Regions from separate parts of the Zea mays genome. Here all the other regions are linked to region 1. The links are chromatin contacts, called in public Hi-C maps. All regions are on one chromosome and are shown on one strand. Each heading gives the region's core, a stretch centred on a gene start, on an enhancer-like site or on the middle of the called end of the contact. The rest is flanking DNA. Distances are from core to core; before and after follow the strand shown. Region 1 holds the start of LOC542286 (anthranilate synthase homolog1). Region 2 holds the start of LOC100381656 (Sterile alpha motif (SAM) domain-containing protein). Region 3 holds the start of LOC100285837.

Region 1 (3,216 bases), core at 421-2,920:
ATTTCCCCCCAAGTATGGATGCCTACTAATAGCAGATACAAATTCCATCAAAAGGTTCATAATGTATAACAGCATCATGGAATACATTCCTAGCATCCTTGTGATCATTATATCCTATCAGTTGATCTCATTACATGCACACTTGAAAAAAGCACGATGCAATTGCAAAGCGACAATAAAAATCATAACATTGTCACAAACAAACAAATTTACTAAAAACACAGACAAAAAATTGCATGTATATGCATATAATGCATCTTACTTTGGAACTAAGACGGTTCGCTGGGGTTGCACCTAGAGCTCTAGGGGCACCCTAAGCCGCAATGGTTGCCTCTAAAGAATACCCCAAATTTATGCGTAGGTCCTCCTACCCCTAAATCTAGGGTGTTCTTTCTCTTTCCCCTAATTTTTTATACTCTAAACTAAGAATTAAACATAGAATTAATATGTACGTGTCGTTTTAGACTATGACAAATACATATGTAAAAAACTAATTAAAAATATATTAGGAATATGGTGTATTATGCATAGGGAGATGAATTTAGAGGGAATCACTACGGGTGTTCGTATTTAGAGGGATGGAATCTTTTAAAGGGTGTGAAGAAATGGGCTTTAGGGGGATGATATGGAGGGAACCGCTGCGGATAGTCTAACATCACGAGTGAAACGTGAAAGGAACTATTCCAGTTCTGCACAGCCAGGGGCAGATCTAAACCCCGGGCCACCCGGTCCGTGGCCCGGGGCATGATCCATACAAGTCCATATAAATTTATTTGATCCAGTCTAAAAAATAGTTAATATAAAAAGGAAGGGAAGGAAATTTAATGGACTTGACTTGGCCCTCGGCATAAGAAAATTCTAGATTCACCCTGCACACAGCAATTCATCTTGCAAATATTCTTGAACTAACATCGTGAGCAACACATGAAAGAAACTATCCCACCTGGGCATAGCAATTCATCTTGCAACAACCAAACACTACACAACTCAACGAGGGAAGATGTCCAAACAAATGTCCAGAAATGCTTGCTGCAGCTGCAACCAGATGTGTAACCGCAAACAGGAACTATGGTACGTGCAAAGTATGAACCCACCCCACCTGTGTGGCCACAGCCCGCAGGCAGAGGCAGCCGCCACTCATCTCCAGTCGCAAGGATACCGCACGCACAGATCACATATAACCCACACCATATTTCGGAAGGGAACAGGCCCCCCACAACAGGAAACATAGAACGACAAATTACCTGGCAGAGGTTGTATGTGAAGCTGTCGTAGTTGTCGATGACGATGATGGGCTGCTTCTCCGTGGCCGGGCGGCCGTCCAGGTCGGCCACCGGTGCCGCCGCGGCCGGCCCCGCGGCGGCGACCAACGGGAACGCCGCTCCGTTTCCCTTAACCGACAAGCCAGCGCTCGCGAAACCTGCGGGTGGTACGCAGATACAAGCGGCCCGTCAACAGTGCGGCGGACCAAGCCAGGAAGGGGGGGAGAGAGAAGGTGGAAGAGGCGATTCGTACGAGGCGTCGACCGGAGGCGCGCGAAGGCGGAAGCGGGAGAATGCGCCGGGGAACGAGCCGCCGCTGCGGCGGGGGAGGAGACCCCCGCGGCGGCGATGTGGGAGCAGGCCATCTGGGCGGTGCCGGTAGGGAGGGGGCGAGGGTGGGCGGAGGTGTCACGTGTTTGTAGAGTGGGCGAGGTTTTGCTGCCTCTATAAATAGAATTTTACAGACATTGGTGAAAAAGAAAACGTTTTTGGGTCAGGCTGATATCTGGGGTTTTTATCGTTTAAAGTTTAATAATTAACGACAGGAGAGAGAGAGAGAAAGACTGAAAGAGAGAGTCGCGTGGAGCAGCTGCAGCAGCGCATTTTCCTCGTTTTCCACTTCGCGCCGCCGCCACCGCGCACTGACGTGACGTGGTGTGGTGCTGGTGTCCCGCCCTGCCCGGAAGGGAACAGGTAAACACCTGCGGATCTCCGGTGCTGCGACGTCGCGGTCAAAACGGCACCAGTGATCTCGCCGGAGACGCCGGTCTCACTCCGTTGCATCTTCTTTATTGTTTTAAAAAAGAACGAGTGGTGCTGGTATTGGTAGGTGAATGGAAGGGGGGGGAGGAAGTAGCGGATTGGGTTAGATTCGAGCCTAGCGCATGCGTCCATCGATTTTAATTTTAAAATGTTCAGGGGTGGGGCAGGAATCGGTCGACAGTCCATGCATGCGATCTCTATCCGATCCCGGGCGAATGAATCGGTCGTCCGTATCTGTATTGAAGAGAGATGACTGTACTTGCCGCTGTTAAAGTGAAGTTCCTTGATCGACAAAACGCTCCTAGCGAGCGGAATTGATAGCTAGGATAAATAATTGGCTACTTTGGAATCTCGGGCGGAAATATCTGTTGCACTCTACTTTTTATGCTCCAAACTGTCTACTACTAGATTGGATTAAAAAACTAGAAATAGCATGCAAGTCTTTACACCGGCAAACAACACGTGCAAGGATTGAGTTATAAAAGAAACACCGTGCAAGGACCTCGTTTGGTTTTAATCTTTCAACTGTGTTTTGTCACAATGAATTGCAGCAGCAGCAACATTTTGAATAACTGGTTTTAATTCGAAGCGAACAGCTGTCTCTCTCTATTCTAGCAATTGTGCTGTCCAGCGCCACGGACAGAAATTTTCGCTTCTTCACGAAGTTGTACATGAAAGACGACTCTGTGATACCCGATTTCATTGTTGAACACCTGCAGATGAGACTAAATGCAAACATCAGCATGGATCTCTCATCTCTGCATGGATTTCTCCGATGAGGAAATAAGCTAGTGATGATCTATTCCAAATAGGACTTATAAAAGCCCAGGTTCCGGTACTTTTCCAGGTAGATTTATCCAAAGAAATTAGGATCTTCTAGAAGACGATGTGACCATCAAAGGGATCAAACAGTTCTTCCTTTCCACTCATATGTCTGAAGGCGTGCAAATGACACATTAATTATGCTAATTCCGAAAGAAAAAAAAACAAAACAAAGATGCAGACGGCCTCAAAGATTACAGACCAATATTTTGTGCAACGTCGTCATCTGGCTCTGCAAAATGTTTGGTGTTAACAAACTCTGTCCCATCTTGAAAGAGATTATTGTGCCAATTAGCCCAAAGTGCTTTGATTCCCGGTCATATGATCTTGGTGTTGGAGGTCGGAGACGACGAGGAGGAGACCAACGTGC
Region 2 (3,216 bases), core at 228-2,727, 430 kb after region 1:
CATGCGGGAGGTGAGAGGCGGCTTCATGCGGGAGAGTGGAGGAGGGGTGGAGAACGCGGTAGCGAGGAGACGGTGCGCGAGGGTGGGGGAGGGGCGGAGAACGCGGAGGTCGTGCTGTGGCGACGGGAGCGACGACGCGCGGGGGGCAGCTGAGGCGCTAACCGTGCTTCGACAGTGAGCTTTGGTTTGGGCCACAACAAGCAAATGGGCCTCCCAGAAAGCGTGTATTTCGTATTTGCAAGCCAAACTTAGTACCACATCAGGTACTAAACTGTGCACGCATCTGTTTATAAGTGTCAGTGCGGATACAACATTGTGGTCTTGGTTGGGCGGCAACCTGTATAGGCTTGGCTGTGCGCGAGCTTTTATTCCTACACAGCTAGATTTTTTGGACCCGACAATGGCAGAACGCTACGGGTGGGACATGGGAATGGCGCCACGGGTGGGACATGGGAATGGCGCCACGGGACATGGGAATCGGAATGGCAACGCTACGGGTGACGCTACGGGTGGGACATGGGAATGGCGCCACGGGACATGGGAATCGGAATGGCAACGCTACGGGTGGGACATGGGAATGGCGCCACGGGACATGGGAATCGGAATGGCAGAACCAGGAATGGGGCAGCCTACCCCTTAGAGTCTTAATAAGTAGTATAGATATATATATATGTTGAGATGATGAAGGTATGCCATTCATGACCTTCGTTCGAAGATCATTATATCCTTGAGGACATAATGCTTCGAAGAACGAAGGACATTGACAAGTAACCTGTTTTGGTGTTGCCTTGTTCTCAATTTATAACATTTGAGAGCAAGTCCCCAACAAAGGCCAAAATTTTAACATCCAAATAGATATCTGGATCCATCCATATTTAGGTCCCAAAATGAGTCCAGCACATTTAATTAATAATGCTGGGCTGAGAGTCCAGCCCCATGAACTGGCCCGCCACGTGCTGTAATAATTATGAGCCAGACCGGTCCAAAATTCAATTATAACCGTCCATGTCTTTTCGGACTTGGACCGTGTTGCGCGGTCCGGCTGTATATCTATAGTCGACCAGGACAAGAAATGGAGCACAATATTTTTTTTAGAAAAACTAAGATGTATAACCCATTGCAAGAGGATATTTTGCTAGTAGAAAGTTAGGACTTATTTAGAACAGTTGCAGTTTTAGAAAATTTGATAAAATTAGTAAGTAGATTATTAGGTGCTTTAGAAAATCGTGTACGCCTTTAAAAATATTTAGATAATCTATTTGTTTATTATTTAGATTAAAATAATTTTAAAACTATTTAAATTAATATTATAAACAATCTCCCGCTAGAGCTGGAGACTTGAGTCATCCAAACACTCGCACGTCGAAATCTGGAAAGCGCAAAAGGCCCGCACGCACCTGCGTCTGTGTGCAGCGACCAGCGACGCAACAACTTCCGTTCCGTCCCCGGCGCCGGTAAACGACGTCTCACTTTCAACGCACATCCCCAATCTTCATTCCCCTGAAACCCTAGCCGCTCCGTCCGGTCGCGCCACTCCCTTCGCCTCTCTAAGGTTCCGGCGGAAGCCGTCCTCTGCGTGACTGCGTCGGCTGCGGTGGAGATGGCTTCCTCGTCGGCGTCTTCGAGGCACCAGGTCACCATCACCCTCGGCCGCAGCGGTCAGGTGGGCTGTCCAGTCTGGGTCAACCCATGCTTATAAGGCTAGCGTGGTCTCATTCTCCATTGCGGTTTTCCCTACGGCATCTTCCATGGTTTGAATGTTGATTGATTAGCATCAGAGCAGATTCTCCCGCAAGAGAGAACAGGGCCGATGATCTGGTAGAGGTCTGTATAGCATTGGTTAACCTTAGTTTGGGTCTAGTGTGCGGGGTATCAGGTATTGTATGGTGGATCCTACGCGTTTTGGTGTGTCAAAAGTTGGTTGCATGGTGTTGGATTTGGTTGTTGACTATCGAGGGTACAGTTCTGCTGCGTACCTCAAATCAAGGGATGCTGCTGTGATTTTTGGAAGGTGGCTTAATCTATGTGTGATTGCTCACTTGGTAGTTTTGAGTTTCTAACTAGTGTGGTTGGGGTGGGAGGTTGGGCTAACATGATAAGTACATGTATGGGTGTTCTGATGTTGTGGGATATAGTCATGGTTATTAAAGCGGTAAAACGTTATGAACCAACTTTTTAACATTTAAACGTTTAAACGAATGTTGAAACGTCTTTCATACTTGACATAGAAATTCAAATATAGAATAAGTTCATACATAAGTTGAGTTCACAAACCAAATAGCATAAAAAGAAACAGATCAAGTTTAACAACACAAGTTCAACCACATAAGTTACAACTTATGCATGATAAGTAACCATCATCGAACTCATCAATATGAAGACCATGAGCATCCACGCCTTGATCATCACCATCTTTTCCACTATTGCTTCCTTCAATTTCTTCTTCCACATCAAGATCATCAAGAATATATGGTTGCACAATCAGTGCTCACCAATATGGTTGAGCAAATAGAGCTTGAATGATTGATTCACTGTTGGGCAATATGGTTGCACAAAATCAGTACTCACCAATATGGTCTGCTGTGGGCGTAGTGTCGCAGTTCGTGGCCGGCGGAGAAGACGAGGGCGGCGGCACAGCGGCTGGCTGAGGAGCAGTGGCTGGCTGAGGAGAGGAGAGTGGCGGCTGGCTGTGTGGCTGAGGAGAGGAGAGCAGAGCGGCGGCCGGCGCAGAAGAGGAGGGGGGCGGCCGGCTGTGGCTGAGGAGAGAGGAGAGCAGAGCGGCGGCTGGCTGAGGGAGTGAGGGCGCCGCGTCCAGCGCTGGCCAGTGCCCAGGAAAGTGACCTAGAAAATGCTAAAGGCCCAGGACGGGTAGAACTTCCTCAGAACGTGTAAAACGCCCTAAAACACTATTTGAACGCTTAAACGACGTTTAAACGCTCGAAACGGACGTTCTACGCCCTAAACCTAAAACGTTCGGACGTTCCAACTTTTAAACACGTTTTCTCGTTTAAACGACGTTTTAATAACAATGGATATAATAGAGAAATCTGTGGATCTTCTGTTGTGGTCTTATTTGTTTTTATTCTCAAGATACATAAGAGGGGATTGGAAATAGTTGTGAATCGCAACGAGGGCATGCCAAAGTTAAATGTGTATGGGTGGAATTTGTTGATGCAGATTATGTTTTGTCATTTTTTTATGTTGCTAAAAATGAGT
Region 3 (3,216 bases), core at 313-2,812, 280 kb before region 1:
GGGGGACACAGAATGAACATAAATAGCAACAACTGAGATTGTTTGCTCAATATTGTGGGCAGAACCAACCAAATCTTATCACCTTACTATCATGACTGGTAACCAACTTATGCCACAAAGGGTGCAGATAAGAAATAAGGAAGAACATAAATACATTATACATATAAGGATCCACTAATGGTTTTGTTGTAACAAATAAATAAATTAATAATGGAAGAAGTTTTTGGTCAAACTTTGTCTAGCATCACCATTTTGATCAGATCAATAAAGCCATAATGTGCATAGTTGAATGTTGTCTTGCCAACTTGACAAGAAAACATGGAGATGGAGTAACACTCAGGTGCTATTTGGTTCATATATTTGTAACGTAATAGATAACTGATAATGTTAAACCATGTTTGTTTAAGTACAACCATAATTAGCACTAGAAACTGATACCGACATATTCAAATTTATTACCGCTAGTACTCGAGTGTGAATCATTACTGTTGGCATTTACGTTACATTTCATGAACCAAACGGGACCTTAGTGGTAACGGGTACAACGACATCACTGCTGTGAGAAATTGAGCACTTTCCATATGAATATGATTTCAGCTGTGTGACTCCATAATCATATGACTTACTAGGACATAATATATGTTCTGCCAGCCAACCATCACCGATCCTCACATTAACTGGTCAATGCGCCCACCCCCGCCTCCTCTATTTACTACGTGTATGTCGTAAATAGGGTTATTTGTTGTAAGTTTTGAACCGTCTGGTCTGGCAACGTCTCTGCCCCCGTTTCATTTTGGGCCAGGGCAGCATGAGCATCGAATTTGAGAGCTAAACATCTACTTGAATCCTTCCTACGCTCTAGATCTTATTCTGAATCGAATATGCCATAAATCCGTGTTTCTATTTGTCTCCGATTCGTGGCCATACAGACATGGATGAAATAAACATGCTTTTTTTATAAAAAAAAATTGACATTGTAACAGTTGAGATATTTTGTTTAGCCGCGCGCAGAAACAAATCCACAAACAAACACTAGCGGCTGAAATAAACAAGAGGGAGAAGCTTTGTGCCCACGGTTATAGGTACCTTCTTGAGCGCGAGCGCGAGGCGCTTGCTCTCGAGCCGCGGCATGGCGGCGACGGCCTCGAGGGCGATCCTCACCGCGCGCCGCTGCAGCGGCAGCGGCATGTCCGCCGCCCGCACGCACACCGCCACCTTCCTCCCCTCCGCCTCCGCCGCCGCCGCTTCCCCCCTCGGCTTCTTCATCGGCGTCCTCTCCTCCGCCTTGGCCTCATCCTTCCCTCCCTTACCCTCACCGCCGACGTGCGGCGGCGCCTTCAGCTGAGGAGGCTCCACGTCCGCCTTGGCCTCCGGCTCGGGCTGGGGCGGGTCGGCGAACTTGGTGCGGCGCACGAGCGCGCTGAGGTAGCGGCTGCGGCGCTCGAGCTCCTCGCAGGCTGGGTCCATGGGGGCGCCGGACCGACGCGTGCTCCAGCGTCCTCGGCCTCTGAAGTCCGGGAGAGTGAGAGAGAGTGGTGTTCGGCTGGGGGCTTTTTCGTTTTCCTCGGGGTTTTGGTTGCTGCTCCAGGAATTCGTGGGAGCAGCTTTTGAGACGAGGCGTGAGTTCCCTTTTCCTTCCCCAGGCGAATTTCGTTTCGTTTTTTTTTTGCTCCGTTGTTTGAGAAGCGACTGATGCTGATCGACGACAGGAGGAGCGTTCGTTGATTAGCGTTGCAAGGGCCATCACCACATGGTCCCGCCGCACCTTGCTTTACTGTCCGTTCGATTCGGCTCAGGCATTTGACAAACTGTCGGCCGGGCGACGCGAGCAGCATCCACCGCCGGCTCGGCTGTGCACGTCAGGTTTGACTTGTCGTGGGGTTAGACCGTTAGAATCTGTGTGACTGTCGACGTTCTGGTTGGTAACAAGATATTTGTCACGATTTTATCAATCTCAAAAAATTATCGGTCTAGTTTTATTAAAAATATTTATATATGACTTACGTTCATATAGATAACTTTACGTGGATTATGAGGTATTATCTCCATTCTCGAATATTTATCGTCTGTTTAGTTAATTTTAAAACTAAAATACGATAAATAAAAAATGATAGAAGAATATGTTATGAGCTGTCTTTATTATACTGTGTATTAAAAAAAAAGTCCACCGTCGGCTGCCGCGTCGCATCGGCGTCGCCCTGTCAGTCTATCTGTCACTTCCGACGCAGCGGGTGGTGCACACGACTCCAGCCAGCCGCGATGGGCCATTTGAACTGCCCCAGGGGTTCCGGTGAGACGGGTCAGTCCTACTGTCTCTTCGGTGGAGTGGTGCTGGACTGACTGCTGGTGCGTGCAAAAGAAGAGAATAAGGCTGTCCGCAGCGGTTCACTCTAAATTTTTCCCTCTATATGCTACTATGCAGCCACGTCAGCGAAATTTTCTCCTCTATATTTACTCATCCCGCAACGGTTACCTCTACATATTCCCCTATCTCCTACCCTACATATAAAATACACATTTCATTCCAACTAACTTCAACTACCTCTTTTTTTATTTATTTTGTTTTTAACGTATGACTGTAAAAAACAATGCGTTTAGCAATTTATTTTTAATTTCTAGTAATTTGAGTCAACATTTCTGTTAACCAATAATTAAGAATTTCACTTTGCACGCATGGGACATGGATCCAAATTCGTCCTCCAAGCTTTTACTGTCCAGACTGTATCGTTGCCTCGGTAGGTAGCAGTGGCACTCCGTCCTCCTCGCCGGGGCGCCGCAGCCGCTGGCGTCGGACCCGTCGATGGACGCGCCGCAGCGCGCGCAGCTGGAGTGGGCGATCGGGGCGACCACCATCGTGCTCTTCGTCGCCACCGTGTCGTACGTCGCGCTCAGCGCCATCTTCAGCTGCCTCTGCACCGGCGGAGGGTCGTCCCGACGGCGGCAGCAACCCGACGGTGGCGATACCGGGCCGCAGCTGAAGATTGCCTCGTCTCGTCCTGCGCTGGGTCGTTGCCAAAGCCACTCGGCGGACGCGGTCCTGACTTCCGTTGGCGGCGATTGCCTCGGCGGACGGCAGTCGGCGGCTGCTCCTCTGCCCGTCGGTGTTGGATTGGATAGCGGCGGCGCGACACAACGCAGTCGAGGAAACTGGATCCGGTCGTTTCTTCTAGAGCGCGCGCGTGGTTGCGTCCTCTAGAAGCAACTGCGAGGGGGTGA

What was found. A called contact is a pair of places that touch in the nucleus more often than the background predicts.
Region 2: a contact with region 1 is called in a Hi-C map of ear, with 5 times the contacts expected there. The contact joins the promoter of LOC100381656 here to the promoter of LOC542286 in region 1. A contact is called at or near these places in 2 of 25 Hi-C or Micro-C datasets (ear and tassel).
Region 3: a contact with region 1 is called in a Hi-C map of ear, with 5 times the contacts expected there. The contact joins the promoter of LOC100285837 here to the promoter of LOC542286 in region 1. A contact is called at or near these places in 5 of 25 Hi-C or Micro-C datasets (bundle sheath, ear, endosperm and 2 more).

The regions. Positions count from the first base shown.
Region 1 is chr2:42,788,495-42,791,710 of Zm-B73-REFERENCE-NAM-5.0, reverse strand. LOC542286 (anthranilate synthase homolog1) reads right to left here and starts at 1,670. Exons shown (of 8, transcript NM_001305858.2): 1 at 1,516-1,670; 2 at 1,245-1,420. The coding sequence starts at 1,627.
Region 2 is chr2:42,355,602-42,358,817 of Zm-B73-REFERENCE-NAM-5.0, reverse strand. LOC100381656 (Sterile alpha motif (SAM) domain-containing protein) reads left to right here and starts at 1,477. Exons shown (of 6, transcript NM_001174471.1): 1 at 1,477-1,663.
Region 3 is chr2:43,071,328-43,074,543 of Zm-B73-REFERENCE-NAM-5.0, reverse strand. LOC100285837 reads right to left here and starts at 1,562. Exons shown (of 2, transcript NM_001372338.2): 1 at 1,087-1,562. The coding sequence starts at 1,467.